7 separate regions of the Mus musculus genome follow, and regions 1, 2, 3, 4, 5 and 7 are each linked to region 6. A link is a contact called in public Micro-C and promoter capture Hi-C data. All regions are on one chromosome and are shown on one strand. Each heading gives the region's core, a stretch centred on a gene start, on an enhancer-like site or on the middle of the called end of the contact. The rest is flanking DNA. Distances are from core to core; before and after follow the strand shown. Region 1 holds the start of Zfp69 (zinc finger protein 69). Region 2 holds the start of Col9a2 (collagen, type IX, alpha 2). Region 3 holds the start of Foxo6 (forkhead box O6). Region 4 holds the start of Scmh1 (sex comb on midleg homolog 1). Region 5 overlaps Gm36134 (a long non-coding RNA gene). Region 6 holds the start of Cited4 (Cbp/p300-interacting transactivator, with Glu/Asp-rich carboxy-terminal domain, 4). Region 7 holds the start of Zmpste24 (zinc metallopeptidase, STE24).

What was found. Promoter capture Hi-C pulls out the DNA fragments that hold promoters and counts their contacts. Hi-C and Micro-C count contacts between places; a contact is called where the count stands out from the background.
Region 1: a promoter capture Hi-C map of cranial neural crest shows a contact between it and region 6. The contact joins the promoter of Zfp69 here to the promoter of Cited4 in region 6. A contact is called at or near these places in 2 of 39 promoter capture datasets (cranial neural crest and pre-B cells).
Region 2: a promoter capture Hi-C map of pre-B cells shows a contact between it and region 6. The contact joins the promoter of Col9a2 here to the promoter of Cited4 in region 6. A contact is called at or near these places in 2 of 39 promoter capture datasets (the C10 cell line and pre-B cells) and 2 of 484 Hi-C or Micro-C datasets (CD8 T cells and the N1E-115 cell line).
Region 3: a contact with region 6 is called in a Micro-C map of embryonic stem cells, with 3 times the contacts expected there. The contact joins the promoter of Foxo6 here to the promoter of Cited4 in region 6. A contact is called at or near these places in 2 of 39 promoter capture datasets (embryonic stem cells and stem cell-derived epiblast-like cells), 1 of 484 Hi-C or Micro-C datasets (embryonic stem cells) and 2 of 115 datasets of contacts at active chromatin or transcription factors (both in embryonic stem cells).
Region 4: a contact with region 6 is called in a promoter capture Hi-C map of hematopoietic stem and progenitor cells. The contact joins the promoter of Scmh1 here to the promoter of Cited4 in region 6. A contact is called at or near these places in 9 of 39 promoter capture datasets (the 3T3-L1 cell line, 3T3-L1-derived adipocytes, the C10 cell line and 6 more), 9 of 484 Hi-C or Micro-C datasets (the 3T3-L1 cell line, LSK cells, cerebral cortex and 5 more) and 1 of 115 datasets of contacts at active chromatin or transcription factors (large pre-B cells).
Region 5: a contact with region 6 is called in a promoter capture Hi-C map of hippocampal neurons, with 2.2 times the contacts expected there. The contact joins the enhancer-like site here to the promoter of Cited4 in region 6. A contact is called at or near these places in 3 of 39 promoter capture datasets (the C10 cell line, cranial neural crest and hippocampal neurons) and 2 of 484 Hi-C or Micro-C datasets (brown adipocytes and myocytes).
Region 7: a promoter capture Hi-C map of second pharyngeal arch cranial neural crest shows a contact between it and region 6. The contact joins the promoter of Zmpste24 here to the promoter of Cited4 in region 6. A contact is called at or near these places in 3 of 39 promoter capture datasets (the C10 cell line, pre-B cells and second pharyngeal arch cranial neural crest) and 1 of 9 other capture datasets (liver).

What each region holds. Positions count from the first base shown.
Region 1 is chr4:120,950,418-120,953,236 of GRCm38.p6, forward strand. Zfp69 (zinc finger protein 69) reads right to left here and starts at 1,271. Exons shown (of 6, transcript NM_001384119.1): 1 at 1,027-1,271.
Region 2 is chr4:121,038,308-121,041,248 of GRCm38.p6, forward strand. Col9a2 (collagen, type IX, alpha 2) reads left to right here and starts at 1,259. Exons shown (of 32, transcript NM_007741.2): 1 at 1,259-1,479; 2 at 2,658-2,732. The coding sequence starts at 1,408.
Region 3 is chr4:120,285,844-120,288,543 of GRCm38.p6, forward strand. Foxo6 (forkhead box O6) reads right to left here and starts at 1,418. Exons shown (of 2, transcript NM_194060.1): 1 at 996-1,418. The coding sequence starts at 1,409.
Region 4 is chr4:120,403,969-120,406,668 of GRCm38.p6, forward strand. Scmh1 (sex comb on midleg homolog 1) reads left to right here and starts at 1,380. Exons shown (of 18, transcript NM_001379185.1): 1 at 1,380-1,488.
Region 5 is chr4:120,210,983-120,213,973 of GRCm38.p6, forward strand. All of the region lies in intron 1 of Gm36134 (a long non-coding RNA gene), which reads right to left. Among named protein-coding and RNA genes, the nearest start is that of Gm36013, 22 kb to the left of the region's middle. Within about 2 kb of position 1,324, at least 14 of the 459 cell types and tissues checked have an H3K27ac peak or open chromatin away from gene starts, as enhancers often do.
Region 6 is chr4:120,665,123-120,667,981 of GRCm38.p6, forward strand. Cited4 (Cbp/p300-interacting transactivator, with Glu/Asp-rich carboxy-terminal domain, 4) reads left to right here and starts at 1,441. Exons shown (of 1, transcript NM_019563.2): 1 at 1,441-2,698. The coding sequence starts at 1,681. The coding sequence ends at 2,229.
Region 7 is chr4:121,096,942-121,099,649 of GRCm38.p6, forward strand. Zmpste24 (zinc metallopeptidase, STE24) reads right to left here and starts at 1,269. Exons shown (of 10, transcript NM_172700.3): 1 at 936-1,269. The coding sequence starts at 1,058.

The DNA of each region.
Region 1 (2,819 bases), core at 21-2,520, 290 kb after region 6:
AGGTCTACTAAGTTAACAATTAAGACCTTTTTATTTTAAAGCTGTACAATAAACATTATCTTAAAGTTTAAAAAAAAAATCACGGGCTGAAGAGATGGCTCAGCAGTTAAGAGCACTGACTGCTCTTCCAAAGGTCCTGAGTTCAAATCCCAGCAACCACATGGTGGCTCACAACCATCCCTAATGAGATCTGACACCGTCTTCTGGGGTTTCTGAAGACAGCTGCAGTGTACTTATAATAAAGAAATAAATCTTTAAAAAAAATTAAAAATAAAAAAAATCACATGCGTTTATTTATGGGGGTGGAGGTCACATGCCAACTTTTGAGAGTTGGTTCTCTCCTTTTACCAGGGCATCAGACCTGTCTGCCAAAGCCTTTACGGGGCCCCAGTGGCCATCATGTTTTAGAGTTATTTTAGAAAACAATTAGAAAGCTCAGCTTGAATATCTCAGTTGATAAAACAGTAATTCACAGGGCTGCGCTTTGTCATAAGCCAGCAGCAACAGTCGTCATCACACACTCCAAATGCCCAGCACAGCTGGTGAAACGAATCCCCGGTTCAGATGCAATTAAAACTGCAGGGTTATGTGCTCCCACAGAGCTGGAGAGGAGGAAATATAGTATGTCAAGTGCAAGTAGAACCACTACAGAACTGACCATAACAGCAATTTGGAAACAACCCGAATCCATCATCTGAATCGCCCATTCAGCATATGAATAGTTGTGGACACTGGGACCAGATTCAGTGGACCTGATACCCAAACGCAGCTCTCTCTCGGGGAGGGGACTGCTCTTTGAAGTCTGGGGGAAGAGGAGGAAAGGTGAAAGACTGCCTGTCCAAAAAGACCGGAGTTGGTGCAAATAGCCCCGACTATGTAAAAAGTCTCGTCACTAAGTGCAAACTTTGTGCTGTTCCTTCCGAAGGAGCTGGCAATCCCAGAAGCTTGCTGAACGACCCATCGGCAGAACTTCGCAGGCAGCCACCCGGTCGAGCTCGCAGCTCCGCAGCAGAGTCGCCTACTCACCGGAGGATCTCCGGATCCGTTCCCGCCAGCCTTCCACGCTCACACCGCGGCGCCCAGTGCGCAGCGTGGCTTCCGAGGGACACAGGACACCGTCGGCCTCCGGGCTGGACACCGGCCTCTCCCGCTTCTCACCCGCCGCACCCGGGAGCGGAGCTCCGCGCGCACAGGCGTCCTGCCCGGCCTTCTGTCCCAGCCCAGGACCTGCGGCGCCGGCTGCGGCTCAGATGCCCGAGCTCCGCCGTTTCACCCCGCCCCTCTAGCCCGGTTCGTGTCCCCGCGCCTCCACCCGGGACCCGCCCACCCCACGCTGCTCGCGTCAGCGCCCTGCCCGTGGCTCCGCCCACCCGGGTGCTGCGCGACCCAGATCCCGGAAGCCGGAAGCCGCCCGGGCAGACCCAGGGGCGGTGTCCAGCGAAGCCGGCAGCCCCTGCTGAGGGTCTCCTGTACCCCGTGGCCCGGCGAGTCTTCCTGGAGAAGCCGCTTCTCTGTCATTCTTTCATTCTTAAGGCTTCAGGATGCAGCCTTAAATCGCACGCAGTTCCTGCTCTCTCCTAATCTCCTAATTCTGGTGAATTCGATAAGTAGAAAAATAGACAATCCAAAAGGCAACAGGGGCCTAGAAAACAATAAACTTAAAAAAAAAATTCCGGGATATGTATTTTTAATGTCCCTAAAGACATGTATTAGTTTGCTTAAGGCTGCCTCCCACCCCCAAAGAAAAACACTTCACACCGGTGACTTAAACAATAGGAATTTATTTTCCCATGGTCCTGGAAGGTAGAACCCCTTTCTTCCCATATTCTCACGGCGTGTTTCCTGAGTGCCTGTAGCTAGGGGAAGTGTCTGGTGTCTGAGTTAGCCTTCCTCAGTTCCTCAATTTAACTTATCTCTTTAAAAGTTCAGTAAACATATGGCATTGAGAAAATAAAACTGAGCCCACTGGAAGATACAGAAGAGATGACGACAGAGTAAACACTTACCAGAGCAAAAATTGGAAAACCAGCATCCAGAAAGTTAATCCAAGTTGAAAGCGGCTTTTGCCCAGCTATCTGGAAAACAGACCTTTCATACTGCACATAGAGACTGGGAGGGGGAAAAATGAGCGGACTTGGGACTGATATAGGAAACCCTCTCCACATGAGTAGAACCTCGAAGGGCTGGGTGTTCTCTTTAATGTGTGTGTGTGTGTGTGTGTGTGTGTGTGTGTGTGTGTGTGTGTGTGTGTCTGTGTGTGTTTGGGATGGGGGAAGATAAGTGAAACAACATGGGAAAAATTCATGAACTGCAAAAAAATTTCGTGTCGTTGGCTGTGATCTTCGTTCAAAGTCATCTCTATCTATTGAGTTGAAGACAGTGGCACTTGGGCTGTAAATTAATTTGCAAAAAAAAAAAAGACAAATTGGCAGTAGAGAGTTTATTAAACACTACTGTACAGTTGCATCTGGTGCTCCTGGAAAAGGGATTGCACCCCTGAGAGGAGTGGAAGATCTTTGGAGTTGGCAGAACTAAAGCTCTGAGTTTATCTCATGAGCTGTTTGTCAGTGTCCCCATCTAAGGGACCCGCTGACTTCTGTCTTGCTAAGCAGTTAGTCTTACTGCACTAAGTAACTAATTAGCTAACTCTTGATTGGAACAGACACCAGGTGTCATTCAGAGTAGGCTTCAAATGCCTGTATAATACATCACAAGTCATTGGTTCCCCACAGTCCCACTCTGATTGTTAATGTGGAAGGAGGTTTGTTTGTTTTGTTTTTGACTCTACATGTTACGGGGGCGGGGGGCATCATCTTTAG
Region 2 (2,941 bases), core at 9-2,508, 370 kb after region 6:
GGAAACTAAGACTTCATTTATGTCATGGAGGTGTCTGTGGTCATAACTGTGGTTAGTGGCTGCATGAGATCCACTGCCCTTAGCCAGTGAGTGGAAGAGAAGGAGAGGAGAAAGGGGCTCTGGACCGAGGTGACCAGACAGGTGGGTTTGGGGTGTTACTGAATAAAGTGGTGGCTGTTTCCATGAACTTGGGAGGTCAGTTGAAAGGGGGTGAGGGAGAAGTCTCTCCCAGTCCAGGAGACAGCAGCATGCAGGTGCCGCTGAGGAGAAAGACAATCGTGTCACTTGGCTGACAGTGGACCTCACACATGCAGGTGGTTCCACACGGTTAGATAGCCCAGGTCCATTTTAGTTTGTGTGACTATGCATTGTGGTGTTTGATAGTCTAAGGGACACTTTTCATAGAACATGTACTCCTCCTTAATATGTAATTGTAGGGATCTGGAGAGATGGCTCCCTGCTGAAGAGCTCGTGCTCTTCTTGCAAAAACCCAGGTTGTTGCCAGCACCCACGTAGGAGCTTACACCTTTCTACAACTCCAGTTCCAAGGATGTCTGGTCCCCCATGGGACAGGGTCATACCTGAGGGCAAAACACTCATTCGCATAGATAAAAACTTGTCTTCAAAGGATATAACTGTACAAGGTCACATGGGGTGGATGCCTGGTGGATGCTTGGGAGAGAAGACGTGAAGGACTGGCATTGCCAAGGGCAGATCCAAATGCTAACAGGATGCCTCAAGGATGGAAGATGTTCGGATCGCACTGGTCGATGGAAGCAGGGAGGCGAGAGGAAAGGGAAATTTAGAGGCCACAGACAACTCTAATGGAATTGATGGTGGAGGGGGAGAGAAGAGGCAGATGGGGAATTCCCGAGGTGGCAGATTCAAGAAAGATGTTGGTGTGTTTTAATATGGCAGGGACCTGATTGTTTGTGGAGAGGACTGAGCCAATTTAGAAAAGATGGAGTTGGTGGAGTCCTGGCCAGGTCTCCAGAACCTGAGATGGTTGAGGCTCTGGAGGATAAAGGACCCAGACAAGCTTGCCCGGGGAAAGGATGGGGCTGAGGGCCAGGAGGAAGGCTTTGATCTTGGAGGCAAGGAGGAAAGGGACTTCGAATGGACTTCTGCTCTTCACACAGAAAGTAGTCCCGTACCCCGAGATGCCCCCGGGACTTCCCAGCTGGGGCGTCTGGTCAAACTCAGAATGCAGACCCAGGGTGGGCACAGAAGATCCGCCCCTGACCGGGCGGAGCTGGACAGTTCCTCCCCACAGTGCTCTCAGGTGACAGGCCTGCAGGTCCCCGCCCCGGCCCGTCTAGCTGCGTTTTCGGGAGATCCAGTCCGAGGCTCCGAAAGCAGCCCCCGCCATCGGTGCTTGGACCCCCGCTCCAGAACCCGCTGTTCGCCATGACCGCCGTGCCCGCGCCCCGCAGCCTGTTCGTTCTCCTCCAGGTGCTGTGGCTCGCCCTGGCTCAGATCGTAAGTCCTGTCACTTCTCTGTCTCCGCCGTCCCTGGTGCAGAGCCTGGGTTTAGGATCCTGGAGTCTTTAGGACCTGTTCTAGTCTGTCCCTAGCCTGAGGGGCAGCTGAGGACAGAGCCGCTGGGGTGATGCATACCCGGCAAACCGCTCGCGGTGAAGGGAGATTGACTAGTCCGGGAACCAGAGGGACCTTGCCTCGGGATGCTTGGCCTTGCCTGGGACAGGCAGCGTCGAGCAGGAGATGGCGCGGGGGCCTGGCAGTGGAGAGAGCCCAGGTGGTGCGGAGACAATGGTGGCTATTCAGTCGACAGCGGAGCCTCCGCCCCCGGAGTCTCCTAAGGGACCCAGGCTCCAGCCAGACTTCCCTGTCGCCCCAATATGTCCGTTTCCTGACTGTGGGCTTCTGCCTCACTTCGCAGGGACAGCTGGGCCCTAGGAAAGAGATGCCCGGTTTAGGACCAAATGGGGATGCTGGGCCCGCTCACCAAGCAGTGCTAGTGTAGGGGTACAGTTCGCCTGTGAGGCGCCAGCCTGGCACATCTTAACCTGGGGAGGGCACCTGGCGCCAGCATCTGGCACGCGTGGACTTCCTGAGTCGGGGCTGGTTCGCTACCTTAGGGAGGATTGGGTGGGAAGAGTCCCAGCTTTCCTTCTTCTCTGAGGTCTCTTTACCTGCACCAGGGACGAGGGAGAGGTGCCAGTTCACCGCTATACCTGTTGTTGGTTAGAAAACAGCAATAGTTCGAACGGCCATCGTTGGCTAGGTGCCATCTTGCACATCATCTGTGATTTGAGCAAATGATGTCTTCATCTATTTCCTATCGTGACAGTGCAAAGACCGTGTGACCCAGGGGAAGAAGCCAGCCAACCTAGGGTGTAATCACGGTTTCAGCATTCACTTGCAGTGATCACGAGCCTTGAGTCTTTTTGTGTTTCCTCACCCTCTGCTTGTCACCCCTAATAGTACCCCCCCCCGAGTTCTGAGTAGTTCATAAAGTAACAGAGCATAATGGCACACAGTGCCTGACACACAGTAGCTGCTCAACAAACTCCCCATGAAGCACCATCTCCTTGGGGAGATGCTGCCCTAGTCACCTTTGCTCTCGGGGTCTCCAGCAGCCCCTGGGAGCCCAGTTCTGCGTACTGTCTGAGGGCTGCACTCTTGTGTATTTTCAGAGAGGTCCACCAGGGGAGCCGGGTCCTCCAGGGCCACCAGGGCCACCAGGAGTGCCTGGTTCAGATGGCATCGACGTGAGTATCTAACTTCAGACTTGAGAGGAAGCAGGGCTATCCACAAAGGAGAACTTTATGAGCGCAGGGGTGGGGATGCCTGGAAGTTTAGCGCCCCCTGTTGCCAGCAGGCGGTGCCTGCAGAGACCACAAGGAGTCTGTTTGTTCAGAGAAAACCCCAAACCAGCCTTGAAATGTGGGAGTCTGTCAAAACCACCCAGCAACAAGGG
Region 3 (2,700 bases), core at 168-2,667, 380 kb before region 6:
CCCCTCTCCTCAGATCTTGCTGCCAATCAACACCCCAAACAGCCTCATCTCTGGTCACAGACATGTCTTCCTCACAGTGACTACCTCTCCCACAAGAGGTCCCCTCATGCCTTTTCACCCCCAAGTGCATAGGCTAGCCCCATTTCCCAACAAGATGGACAGAGGAGGAGCTGGATCTAGAAGCTACAATCCAGTAAAGCCCCCATCCAAGTCTTCTCCCAAGATGGCTCTCCCCTTTCCACTGCCTGCCACTGAGGTCTCTCTAGGGGTGCCCCACTCCTTAAGTGCATCTGAGCCCAGAAAGCCAGGGAAGTGAGAGATAAGTTGCCCGAGTGGGTAGAAATAGACCCCCCCCCCAGACCTCAACACCATTCCCACAAGTCCCAGCAGGGAGCCTAAAGCACCTCCCCCACCCCATGCTGTACCAGGGAAGGGGCTGACAACTGCCCCATGAAGAACTCATCTCCGGTGGTCTGCCATGCTTTTCACCCCGACTAGGCTCCAGGATGAACTCTCAACACTATAGAAAGAATTGCATGGGGTTGGGGGGGGGGGAGGCTTGATCTGTTAGCACTCTTCACCATGGGGCCAGTGTCAGGAAGGCCAGGGAAGATTTGAGAGGGAAAGCAGACAGGAGCCCCGGGTCATGACTCCAGCTCTTTAAAGCAAGTACCCTGGTGGAGAGGGTAAAACAAGTCACACAAAACAAAGGGGGCTCCCTACTGTCCGTGGTCTGGAAATGAGTTATGCTATTATACGCTCAATGACAGGCCAGGGATAATCCTCTGGGATGCCTCAAAAAGGTATCCCCTGTCACCCTACCAGACCTCCAATCCCGCGCATCCTTCCTAGGGGACATGAATGAATACAGCTGCTGCCAGCATGCCCCCGCCTGTCAACTGACCTGCCCCACGCCCTGGGCGCGCACTCCATGACCCCTAGGGGTGTTCCAGAGCCCCCCTCCCTGTAGCCTGCCCGGAGCCCGGATGCCCCACCTTCCAGCCGGCCGAGCTGTTGCTGTCGCCTTTATCCTTGAAGTAGGGCACGTAGCGGACCATCCAGTCGTAGATCTGCGAGAGCGTGAGTCTCTTGTCCGGGGCGCTCTCGATGGCTTTGGTGATGAGGTCGGCGTAGGAAAGGTTCCCCCACGCGTTCCGTCGGGAGCTCTTCGCTTTCCGCAAGGGTCCGACCTCTGCGCCCAGCGGAGGCGCTGGGGCCATCGCTGGGGCCGTCGCCCTGCGTTCCGGCCCGCAGTCCTCGGAACCCTCGGCTACTCCTGCACCCAGCGCCCCGTCCTCGTCGCCGGCCAAGTCCGGCTGCGGCAGAGGCCAGGTACACGAGCGCGGCCGGCTCTGCGGCGCGAAGTCCGGGTCCACGTCCACCTGATGCGCTCGCAGCTTCGCAGCCATGGTCCCGCCCGGCTCGGGCGAGGCAGGGAGGGAGGCTCCGCGGAGGGTGGGCGCGCGGCTCTGGGATCTGCGCGCCCCGGGGAGGCCCGCGGGAGGGGTCCCTGGCGGCGCCGGCTCAACCGCGGGGCGCCATGGGCCGGGGAGCGGAGGCAGGAGGCTGGACAAACTGGCGAGCACGGAGGGAGGCAAAGACCCAGGCAGTGAGGGGGCGGCGGCCCGGGAGCCCAGCGGGCACACACCTCGCCCAGCCCAGCTTCTAGCACCTGCCGCCTGTCTGTGCCCGCAGCCACCACCGCCACCGCCGCTGCCGCCGCTCCGCGGGCGCCGGTCCCGCGCGCGGGCCCCGCTCTCCCGGGACGAGGCTGGCTTGCACCATGCCGGAGCCCGAGCCCGTGCCAGAGCCCGCGCCGCCGCCGCCCCGTGAATGCCGCCGCCGCTCCGGCTCCAGCGCCAGCTCCCGCGCCTGCCGCGCTCAGCGCCGGCTGCACCTCGGGATGGGCGGGGGACGGGGACGGGGCGGACCCGGAGCAAAAGGAGGCGGGGCGTGCTCGCCCAGGGCCGCGGAATCCTTGCTTACTGGGTGCCCCGCCTGCTGACTGTGGGGGGCGTGGAGCTCCCGCTAAGGGCGACCCCGCCGAAGCCCCGCACGCCACAGCGCCCCCTAGGGAGCAGGCGAGAAACGTCTGGCGCGGCCCCGCCCCCTGCCGGGCTCGGGGAGGGCAACGTAGGGGCGGATCCCGAGTGCTTCCATTGGTGCACAGCGGGGCTGCCCCGCCCACAACCTTCAAAGGATTCCTCCCAGGAGCGCGTCAGCAGGTTATTGTTACAACCCGGGGTTTCCCGGGGCAACAGAAATGGGGCGGGGCTCGGAACACTGGTCCCTCCCCGCTTCTACCATCCCCAGAAATGCCCCGCCCTCCTCTTCTGGACCCTTGACGTTTCCAAGTCTTCCTTCCAACAGCCAGACTAAGGGTTGATCTAACTCTCGTCTCTTTGTGCCATGGACCAGTCTAGGGAAAAGAAATGGTTTGATAATTCCTGGATTGTAGGCCAGGCGTTATACCACAACCCTACCTGTTCTCTGTGCAAATGGGGCTTCCTGGGCTTTTACTGTGCTTGCAAGCACAATTTTAGAGCATTGGTTCTCAAAGTTCAGTGTGTGGTAGGTTTTATCCTACAGAGGATTAAAACAGATGCCTGAACCCCGACCGTCGAGTGTCTGGCGGCAGGTCTGTGCTGGGGCCGAGACTTCACATTTCTAGCAAGCTGACAGGCACTAGGGACCTCACTT
Region 4 (2,700 bases), core at 130-2,629, 260 kb before region 6:
GTAATAAGGAAAATATCCAATAGAAGAGAGAGAGGAAAAAAAATTGAAGTTCTAGTGTAGATGTGCAAGGATCTGCCGTGCTTTGGCTTCCCTTCATTCTCTAACATTAACAGCATCACCACCAGATTCCCAGAGCCTCTCAGACTCTTGATAGCCATCCCTGCCACACCTTTGCTCTCAGTCTCTCCTCATCCTGAGAAGCCTTTCTTTGCAGCTTCCTCTAGGAACCAGATTGAATGAGCTTCGGGCTAAGTAAGGGCTGCTTTCCCGGAACTCTCTGGTTCTGGTGTGAGTTCCATAGCTGTGATAAAGACCCCTACCAAAAGCAACCTGGGAGAGGAAATGGTTTATTTGGCTTACACTTCCACAACATTGTTCATCTCTGAGGGAGGTGAGAACAGCAACAGGGAGACAGGAAATGAAGCTAGGCTATGGAGCAACATCCTTTATTGGCCTCTCTTTATACCACCTAGGACCACCTCTGCCCAGGGGTAGCACCTCCCACATCAATCATTAGACAAGAAAATGCCCACCCAGACTTTGCCTATAGGCCATTCTGATGGAGACTGTTATGCAACTGAGATTCCACCTTCTGAGATAAGAGTAGATTTGTTTCAGGCTGATAAAAATCAACCAGCATTTCCCTTAACACCTGACCTCCAGGCAAGAGCACAGCCAGTAAAATTGTGTGATCTTGGAGACGTAGCTCTCCCCCCCACCCCCATGAACTTCAGTTTCCGCGGGCTAAAACATAACGTTCTTGAGACACAATTGTGTGTGGGGTGGGGTAGCATCATTGGAAGGACCCTAGCCACTGTAGTACCTAGCACGCTAACATTCAAAGCCTACTACGGGGCAAAAGTGAAGGCCTGCTTTTGTTAGTCTTGTTGCACCTTTTGGGGCGCACTGGTTTTCTCCTCATAGTAGTTTTCCTCCCGCCTGCGCATTGGAAAGACTAAAGGTGCGAAGGAACTCTTTTAAGATTACTCCACAGCCGGCCACCAGCTGGGTGGGGGCTGAGGGCCGACGGGATTCGAACCTGGGACCTCAGAGGACGTCATTCACTTGTCTGGGAGACGCGAGCAATCCAGTGGGTCGCGGCTTTTTTTTTTTTTTTTTTTTTTTTTTTTTTTTTTTTAGGGCTGGCGGTCGCGAGGCGGGGGGAAGGCGCGAGGGGTCGCCCCTTCCCGCCGCCCCGCGCGCGCGCGCGAGAGAACCCAACGGCCGCGGCGCGCGCCACCTCGCGGCAGGAGTCTCTGGCGGGCGGGGCTGGGCAGCTCTCGCCCCCGCCCCCCGCCCCTCGGCCGCCGCCGCCGCCGCCGCCGCCGCCTCGGTGGAGCCCCCCGCCTCCCGCCGCCGCCTCAGCCGAGCCGCTCTCCAGAGCCGTCGCCCGCCCCTGCCGGCGTCCTCGCTCGCTCCCTGCGCAGCGGAAACATGGCGGCTGGATGGGAGTGAGCCGCCCGCGCCCCGCGCCGCTGTCGCCCTCAGGTAAGCGCCTCACTGCCACCCCCGGCCCGGTCCGGGCCCCTCAAGGCCCGCCTTACGGCCACGGGCTGGAGCGAGTCCCCGCCCGGTGACCCTGGTGTCTGTGTCCGCGGCCCTCCGGCGGCCGTGTCAACCCGGCCAGAACCCCGGCGGCCTGCGCCGCATCTGCTCGGGCCCAGTGTCCGGCGGCGGCCTGACGCGTCGGGGTCGGTCGGGGGCGCGGCGCGCGAGTCCCCGCACAGGGCCCCTTCCGAGCGGGGAGCAGGGCTTGGGGCGGAACCGGGAAGCCTGGCTCGGGCCCAGTGCGGGGGCTCTTTCGGGCTGCTGGGACGCGTCGCCAGAGAGATTCGCCTGGGTCCCAGCAGCGGAGCACCGGGGGTCGTGAACACAGTGGGCTTGGAGCTTTCTTCAGGGGTCCCGGGGCTGGGGGCGGGGTGGGGGAGACTCACTTGTGTCACCTGCCTGGAGCCGGGCAAACACCCGGCGGCTACAGAAGGTTTCGAACCTGAGACAGGGAACGGCGGACAACCTTAGAGCACAGCAGGGGAAGGAGTTCCCTAGTAGATAGGTGAACCCCAAAACATACCCCAAAGCGAAGAGATCTGAGAGTCATCCAGGCTCCCCCTACTCTTATCCTATTCGGGAAGGAAGTTATCTTTAAAAATTCCAAATAATACCCTAATAATTTGGCGAACCTTTTAGGACGGCTCTCCGTCCTAGTCCTAATAACCTTTCTAAAGTAAGGCCGTCCAGTCTGGTCCTGGATGGATTTGGTTATAGGTAGAAAGGAACGGCTGTCTCTCGTCTTTCTGCTTCGTTTCCTCTTGGGCAGCTGTTAAGAGTGAAGATAGTAATCGTGTCCCCTGAGTCTTATTTTGGCTAACTCCCAATTCCTTTAGTCTTTTTCTTTACTCTGGTCTTTGATCCGCTCCTTTGATGAGCACTGGTTTGCCCATATTGCCCCCACAGAAGAGCTTCTTGTGAGCAGAGAGACCAAGCTCAATCATTTCTAAGGGAAGAGCTTTGACCCTAAAGGACTGACCTTAAATAAAAAGTACTCTCCCTTCCTCATTTTCGTACTGCGTTGAACTTAGCGGGTGGGGGTAGGGAGGGGAGAGGGAAAAGCTGTATAGTAGTAGCATGTGTTCCCCCAAGCTAAAAGAGATCATCCTGTTTTGTGGTTTCTCTTCCTTTGAAAAATTGAACACTTCATCA
Region 5 (2,991 bases), core at 74-2,573, 450 kb before region 6:
CATGCTTTGACAAGGAAATGGTTTTATAACATTATTACAGCTGCAGGACAAAAGAAAGCCATAAATCAAGATGTTTTTCAAATGCTGTTGTGGGAACCTTGGGTAAGAGGGTCACTGTAATGCAAAGGACCTCTGCTTGGGACCTCCATGCTCCCTGTGGGCTTGTGGAAGCTAGGAGTCTGTTCATTTATTTCAGAACTTACAGGATGATCACAAAGATGTTCTGCCAGACATAGAAATGGGGAGTGAAAGCTACAGAGATGTCTTAGTGTTTGAAGCACTGGCTACTCTTTCAGAGAATCTGGGTTAAATTCCCAGCACCTACATGGTGGCCCACAACCATTTGTAACTTTAGTTCCAGGAGATCCAGTGCCCTCTCCTGACCTTCTTAGGCACCAGGCAAATGTATAGTACACAGACATTCATACAGGGGAAACACTTACATACATAAACAAAAAAAAAAAATCAATCTTTTTAAATATGTAATTTTAAAAAATGGTTAAAGAAGCTTTGTAAAATTCTAACTCTCCACAAATTTCTAACCCACCCTAAAATCTAACACAGACATGGCTCCCCTGACCCTGGGGAGTTTCAGTTTGCATGGGGTAAAAGACCTAACAGTAAGTTAGAAGTGAGTGACCGAGCTGTGCTCACAGAGCTACCAGTCTGTTTGCTCCAGCTGTGTGACCCAGTGACTTGTTGAGTGGTTCAGTTTCAACATCTGGAGAGTGGGGCCCTGTTTTCTCCAGCCCTACTGAGGTACTATGTCCACAGCACTCATTCCTAGGCAGTGCTTAGCTCAGAGTGTAACTAGCCCAGTGAACTAGACAGCATCTGTCCCTGTGCTGGGCCGGGCTCTGCAGGGTCAGGGATTTATCCGTCTCCTCATCTCTGTCTCCCCAGAGCAGGAGGGTATGCTGTGGGCTTACCCTACATATTTGTCCAGTGTGACGCTTACTAAGGTCAGTAAGTAACTGGAACCCTGCATAGGCCGGCCCTTCTTTGAACAGACCGTAGTCCTGACTTAAAGACAAAACTTTGGTGGGGCAGGGGACAGGGTGTGTAGGTTACTGGGTACAGACTATGGGCTTATTCATGAGGAGACACCATAAGCCGGAGGCACACAGTCCTTGTCCTTGGGGAATGTATAGCCTGGGGCAGGAGGCAAGCAAGAAAGAGACAGTTGAGGACAAGGTGTGCATGCTGAGAGAAAATAAAGCCAAGTGATTCCGTGAGAGCTGCTGAGGTGGCCAGGAACAGACTCTTCTGAAGGGATGTGTGAGGCGGGGCTGAGGGGTGGAGTCAGGGGTGGGGGAAGAAGTCTGCAGCCAGAACAACCCACTCTGCAAAGACCCTGAGGCAGAACCAAATTTGGAATTGAGGAGGAACACAACAGTCCAAGTGGCAGAAGCGTAGCAGGCAGGACAAAGAGAGACCAGACACCCTGACTCCACAGCGCAGAGTATCCTTCATTCGGGCTTGGGCTTGGCTGCTATCACTGACTCTGTTTGGTTGCCGGGATCCTGGGCAAGCTGAGGGCTAAGGCAGAGAAGCCCCACTCCCTGTTCCAGGAACCATCTTTTCAGGGGCTCTGATTCCCTCTGGTTCCTTCTTCCCCAGCCCTATAATCCAAGCCTGTAGCACTGTGCATGGCCCTAGCCTCCATGTATCCCTGCCATGATGCAGGGATACATCCAAGTTCCTCTCAAGAACAAGCTTCCAGCAGGACTCAGAGGGACTCTAGATAATCAATCCTTATAGCCTTCTAACCCCTAGCCAGCCATCAGTTGCAAGCCTCCCAGGGATTCAGCTATGGGGGACAGTGTATGGGGTTGTGCGTGGCAGAGAGCAGCACAAGGCAGGAGATGGCAGAGCCAGACACTGAGATTCCAGACTAGATAAGCTGCTGGGGACCAGGAGGGGGCCTGGTGCGTTCCTGGGTGGTGATGCTATCCCCTCTCCCACCAACGGTGGCAAGCAGGAACCTCTGACTCCCCCAGGGGGTGAGGGAGCTGTCAGCTGTGGGAAAATAGAACTCTTACAGGATGGTTCCAAGGAGCAGGAAATTGGCCCACCACACCAGAGGCAGGAGGGGCTGGGCCTGATGGTAATTAGGGGCCTTGTAATTAAGGCATTTGAGGGTTGGTTCAGCCAGTCCTGGGGATAGGGTAGGCACAGCCTATAGACCAGGTGGGAGGGGTTTGGTCTCTCCCCACCCATCCTTCCTTTGCTATGTCCTGTGCCCACCATTTGCCCTTCCTAGGCTGTGTTTGCAGACTAAACCCACACCCACCTTGGCCCATGGGGTGCCACAATACTTTCTTTCACTCTACCTTACTCTACCCTGCTCTGCCCCCAAGACCCTGACAAGCCCTGTCTTATACACAAGGTTTTCTTGTACTAACCCTACCAGAATGACCACGCCTCCATGCTATGTGAGAGCTCAGGAGAGAGGACTAGCAACCTGCTGGGCACACAGCAGAACCAGAACCAAAGCCCAAGACTTCTGACTTCCCACTAGAGTTCTTTCCCCAGTCCTGTGGCCCACAAACCATGAACCTAAACATTGTGTAGGAAATCCAGGCATGGACCAAAGCCCACCAAATGATCACGAAGGGCAGGTTCTCATTTAGCCAGCATCTCCTTCATTCCAGATACTGAAGCAGGGATTGGGTGTGACAATGAGCACAGGGGACAGAATGCAGGACAGAGGACTGGGCAATGGCCTTCCCAGCCGTGATCACACCTCCGTTCCAGCTTTCTCTCAAGAGTGGGCTTCTGCGTTCTTGAGAAGGCTCCCAAGGCTTATATAACAGTGAACCAAGGTCAGGCAATGGTGGCAGATACCTTTAATTCCAGCACTTGGGAGGCAGAGGCAGGCGGATTTCTGAGTTCAAGGCGAGCCTGGTCTACAGAGTGAGTTCCAGGACAGTCAGGGCTATACAGAGAAATCCTGTCTCGAAAACAAAAATAAAAATAATAAAACCCAGT
Region 6 (2,859 bases), core at 191-2,690:
CCCTATCTGGAGAAAAAGAGATAGCCCAAGGCTTTCATTATACTAGACTAGGACCACCAACTTCCTTTCACAGCAGAAAGCAGAGGCCCTATGGAATCAAGTGATGCCCCCCCAGCCCCCACCCAACGCCCCTGCAGGTGGCAGAGCTATGATTAGAACTTGGGCCTCTGAACTCGGCTGCTAAACTTCTCCCCTCTACACCAGCTAGATAAACCAAAGTTCCAGGAAGGCCAGAGGCTGCTGCAGGGGGGAGGGGAGCCTGAGGAGGGGAAAGCCAACATGTGTAAGTCAGGCTCCAGGAAACCGTCCCCGGCATGCCTGTGGCTCAAAGAGCTTGTTGCATATAGGAATGACTATTTGCATACAGCCTCTGCACAGCCTCATTTTCCTTTGGTGCCTTAGTCTTCTTATCTGCAAAATAGGGCTAAAAATTCATACCCTACCCCAGAAAGGCACTTGTAGAATGTAGAGCACTCTAAAGCTCCAAGTTAGGATTATTGTGATTCAAAGAAGCTTTGGAAATCCCCCATTGGGTGATCATTAGAGCCAGCCTTATAGCCAACCTTTCACTAGATTAAAGAACATTTAATACATATGTATGTGCCAGGCACTATGGAGGGCTCTATACACACACACACACACACACACACACACACACACACACACACAGAGCCTCAGCTAACTTTCACCATAGGCGCTTGTGGTCTCTGCTACTCTGGCCAGCATCCTACGGAGGAGAAAGCCGCAGTTTGGTGAATGAGCTGCAATTCACGCCATCATTTGCTCATTCATTCCACTTTTACAGAAAGCCAGCTCTGAACCAGGCTGCGGGCCAAATGCTGAGGGTAAGAAGATGAACAAGTCCTTCAGGAGACATGCCCATAAATTACTTTAATAACAACTCAGGACAAGCTTCAACAGACAGCACAGTGTGAACCAGAGAGAAGGAGCAATTGGCTCCCTGGGGATTGTAGGAACAGAGAGCTGACCTCTTCAAAGGACATTGCACTTCGCTGAAGTGCAATACAAAGTTCCGGGTTTGAATCTTAAAGGCTTTATTTACTGTGTGTTTCCAGGAAATCTCTCCTGCCTCTGAGGCTCAGTCCGAAAAAATAGTAAATTGAGTGACGCCAAGATCCTGAAACTACAGGAACTGGCCCTCTCACCTCATCTGGCAAATTCAAGCTACTCCCATACCCCCTCTTAACCAGTACCTCGAAGGCCTGACCAAGCCCCAGAAAAATGTCAACCACCCAGCCCTACCAAAGTGCCTGCATCCTGGGACGCCCTTGCAGGCCCAAAGGGCGGAGCTCTGGTAGGGGGCGGGACCAATACCTTCTTGGACAGGTTCACGACCCGCCCAGAAGGGATTCATCCAGCCAATGACAGAGAGTGGGCGTGGCGTTCCCGCCTCTTGGTATAAAAAATCTCCGGACTTCAAGGCACTGCGCGAAAGCCTGGGAACCCTTGGGCTGTCTGTTTCTTTTGCGGCCTGCAACTACTGCTGTGGGCAGCGCAGAAGAGAGGAGATCCGGGAGACCCGGGTGAGACAGTGAACGAATCCGATTTATTCTTCCTCTGCCTGGTTGAGTTGCAGGGACTGCACAGTGCCCGGGTCTCCCGCCCAAGAGGAGCCGCTGGCCGAGACCCGGGGCGTGCCCTGACTGTCCGCCAGCTGCTATGGCCGACCACCTGATGCTCGCCGAGGGCTACTGCCTGCTACAGGTGCCGCCGCACACCCACGGCCCGCACGCTCCCCGGACTCTGCAGCCATACGCAGGCCCGGGCATGGACAGCGGTCTGCGGCCGCGGGGGGCTCCGCTGGGACCGCCGCCGCCACCCGGGACCCTGGCATACGGCTCCTTCGGGTCGCCGGTCTCTTTCCAGCCCTTCCCCGTCTCGCAGTCGCCGGGCGCCGGTAGCACGCACCTGCAGTCTGCAGCCACACCGTCCCCGGGCCGCATCCCGGCGCCCCCGGCAGCCGCTGGAGGGCCCTCACCTCTGCAGCCGGCGCCCGGAGCCGCAGCCTCGTTGCCGCCGCCGCCGCCGCCACCCGCCCTGGGCTGCATGGACACCGAGCTCATCGACGAAGAGGCGCTGACGTCGCTGGAACTCGAGCTCGGGTTGCACCGCGTACGCGAGCTGCCGGAGCTCTTCCTCGGCCAGAGCGAGTTCGATTGCTTCTCAGACCTGGGGTCAGCGCCGGCCGCCGGCTCGGTGAGCTGTTGAGAGCCACCACCCAGAGACACGGGACCTTGCGCCCGGTGGCCCGGCTCCCACACACCCTCCGTGAGGGTGGAGGCGCCTGGTTTTCGTGCCGAGACGGCTCCAGCCGAGAACACCTGCCTTGCCTCCAGGCTCTGCCTCCTGCCAGATGACAGTTGGGTCTCGCTTCTCATACCCAAGCCTCAGCGGTCTAATGGAGGGAACTGAACCAGCCTTCGGATTCCACGTTCTTGGATTCTGTGCCCTCTTTCCGCCGCCTTGCCCCAATCTGAGCCATTACAGGCCTCTGCCTGACCTTCCTTCTCGAGCAGCCTACTAACCGGATTGGGTCTAGGGAGCCATCTCTCCGTACCCCCTACCTTCCCTGGGCCCCTGGCCCGGGGGAGGGAAGGATTTTACACCTAACCCCTGCAGAGTGGAGCCATGCTCCCGCTGGCCTCTAAAACCAAAATAAAACTGGGTTGCTTTACAATTTTGAGTTTCCATTTCCTTTTCATCCCCACCCTCAAGTACCTGTAACTTGCAAAAAGTCTGAGGCTGTTAGAGTCCCAAAGTGAAACTGAGGCTCGCAACCTCAACAGCCCAAAGGACAAGAGACCTGATAGTTTCTTTTGAAAATGTCTTGAGAGTTGT
Region 7 (2,708 bases), core at 19-2,518, 430 kb after region 6:
AAACTTGCAATCCGGAGAGTCACGAAGGGCTGGGAAATGTAGTTCAGTGGGAGAGCACTTGCCTGGCAAAGAAACTCACATACAGTGTAAGTTAGAAGAAAACTGCAGACGAAAAGGACTGCAGAGCTCAAGAAATAGGTCCAGCAGTTAAAGGGGAAGGTTCTCAAGGACGACACAGACGAGTGTTGTCCAAACTTAGACACTGCAGAGCAGGCATAGACCTGCATAAGTTTGACGGCAGGGCTGTCCTTTCCTTTTATTAGACACCAACAGGCTTGGGACCCATTATAATGTTGCAGATAACTTGTTTTGTTGTTTCAAAGTCCATCTCACTAAAACGTTCACATTTCGAATTAAACTGTTAATTATGGCTATCTCCATGGAAAACTGTTAGCTTTTCTACTGCACTATTTAACGTTTTAAACAAAAAACCCAAAGAGAAATTTTAATGAAACACACACACATTGTGGCCCCAAACAACATTTGCTCTAATGAGGATTTTCAAACGGCGTGCGAGTCTTTGGAACGGTTGCAAAGTGAGGTTGAGCATGGTAACATCAATATCATGGGAAGTTATTATTCTACAAATTTAGCACCTCCACTTAGAAAGCCTATACCAACGAGGCTTGGTCAAGTCCCGGTCCAAAGATTCTTAAGACGCTGTAAAGCAGGCATAGACATGCTCAAGTTTGGCGGTAGGGCAGTTCTTCCCTTTCATTAGCCGCTTACAGGCTTGGGTCCCATTACAACGTTGCAAACAACTTCTGCCTTTCCAAAAACTCCTCAAAGCGGCAGTCACCATTAGGAAAAGTTAGGAAGCTCACCGGGGGTTACGGTTTGCTACATCCGGGCAAACACTAAGGGGCTTGGGTAGAGGCTCGGGCTGGCCTAAGGCTGTCCAGGGGCTCAGCCGGGGGAGACACGTCAATGCTCACCTGCCGCTGTGCTAGGAAGGTCTCCCAAAGATACACCGTCCAGGAAAAGAGCAACACCGCCCCGAAGATTCGCTTCTCCGCAGGGAAGTCCCACATAGCGTCCACCGATGCCCACATCCCCATCGTCACCCTATCTCACCCGCTCCTTTAGCGTGCACCGGTGCCTCAGCGACACGCGTCCCTCGGAGAGTGCCAGCGGTGTCACAACAATACGGGTCCCTTCCGAGGGCTTCTTCAGACGCCCATTCCCTCAGCTTTGCCAGAAGTGTCACAAAGACACGATTCCCTCCAGCCTTACTCTTCAAGGACCTACTTATTTCTGCTAGAATAAGACGCCCCACCTTCCTCACTTCCGCCTGAAGAATGAGCAGCGGTGCACCTGAAATATCCCTCCGGATTCTGTGTGCAGGGATCCAATTCAAAGGTTCCGGCCTTCTTCCTGGGAACGTCAGTGTGGTCGCCGCCTCTCCTTTGCTTTGGCGGGTTACCAGAGAGGGCAATGGACCCCGGTGCTTAACCGGACCGGATAAGCCGGGTCATAGAAATATTCCCTCTAGAAGTAGCTGGGAAGGATGAGAGAGGCTCTAAAACTTTTCCTTCCTTCTATTTAGTGCCGTTCAAAGGTTAGATGTGCATCTCCAGGATAACTAACCAAACGAGGCATTTGGGGTTGTTTGGCTTGTCTTCGAAAGTTCTGGTTTTGGGAATATTAGAGATGAAAATGACTCTAGTGATTAGGATTTTCATTTACACATTTCATCTCATCCTCCCCAAGTGAAGTCAGAAGAGGCATTTACCTGTGAGTCCTGGGACTGCATTTCTAACCTCAAACAGGCAGGCTTGGTAGCCACTGCCTTTAAGCCTAGCAAGACCTTGTTTCAGACACACACTACCACCACCACCACTACCACCACCACCACACATCACCACACACCATCACAGCTCAGTACCTTTGCCTTGGAATTCAACAATGAAATAGGGTCACTATGGCCCCTGTTACTACTTTGACTTTACTTGAAACGTGAAGCCAGAATTTTTCTGACCACAAAGTAAATGTTATTTAATTAATAGTTTCTATGAACTAATAGCACTTTGTATAAACATTATTTATAGTGAATTGCGAAATCTTTAGCTCCAATTAAAATATGTAGCTCCAATTTAAAATATGGTGAGATTGTGATGCTAAAGATGTTGAGATTAAGGTTTCAAATTTCTCAACCATGACTAAATTTATCTGCATGAGCGTAATCAGTAGAAGTTACTTGACAAAGTGAATTACTTCAATATAGGATCACAGATTCTTTGGCAACCAAAAGTTCTTTTGGGGGATTTTTTGCTTTCAGCAAAATTACTGATTGAACTGTTAGCTGAACTTTGAGTTTTGTTCATGGGCCTGGGAAATATTTTGTACTTGATTGGGTGTAAGGCAAATGGCATGAAAACAGGGATCACAGGCAAGTAGAGACATAGCTCTAACAAGTGCCATTTCCTCAGGTAGAAGGTCTTCAGAGAGGAGGCTTCGTCCCTGTCCTCCTTTTCCATGGCTGGTTGGATGTTTTGTACTGGCACCCATCATGGTGTTGTAGAGTCCTGTGGAAAAACACAAGCATAGCCTAGCCCTTGTGTCAACAAAGGGTGGATGCCACTGTGATGTTAGGGACTCTCTCCATTGTACCAATGGAAGAGTGGTATTCCTAGGTAGGTAAGCCCAATGTTTATAGGTAGGGCTTAATCCCTGATCAAAGGTGAGGAAGTTTAGGTGAAAATGGGCCT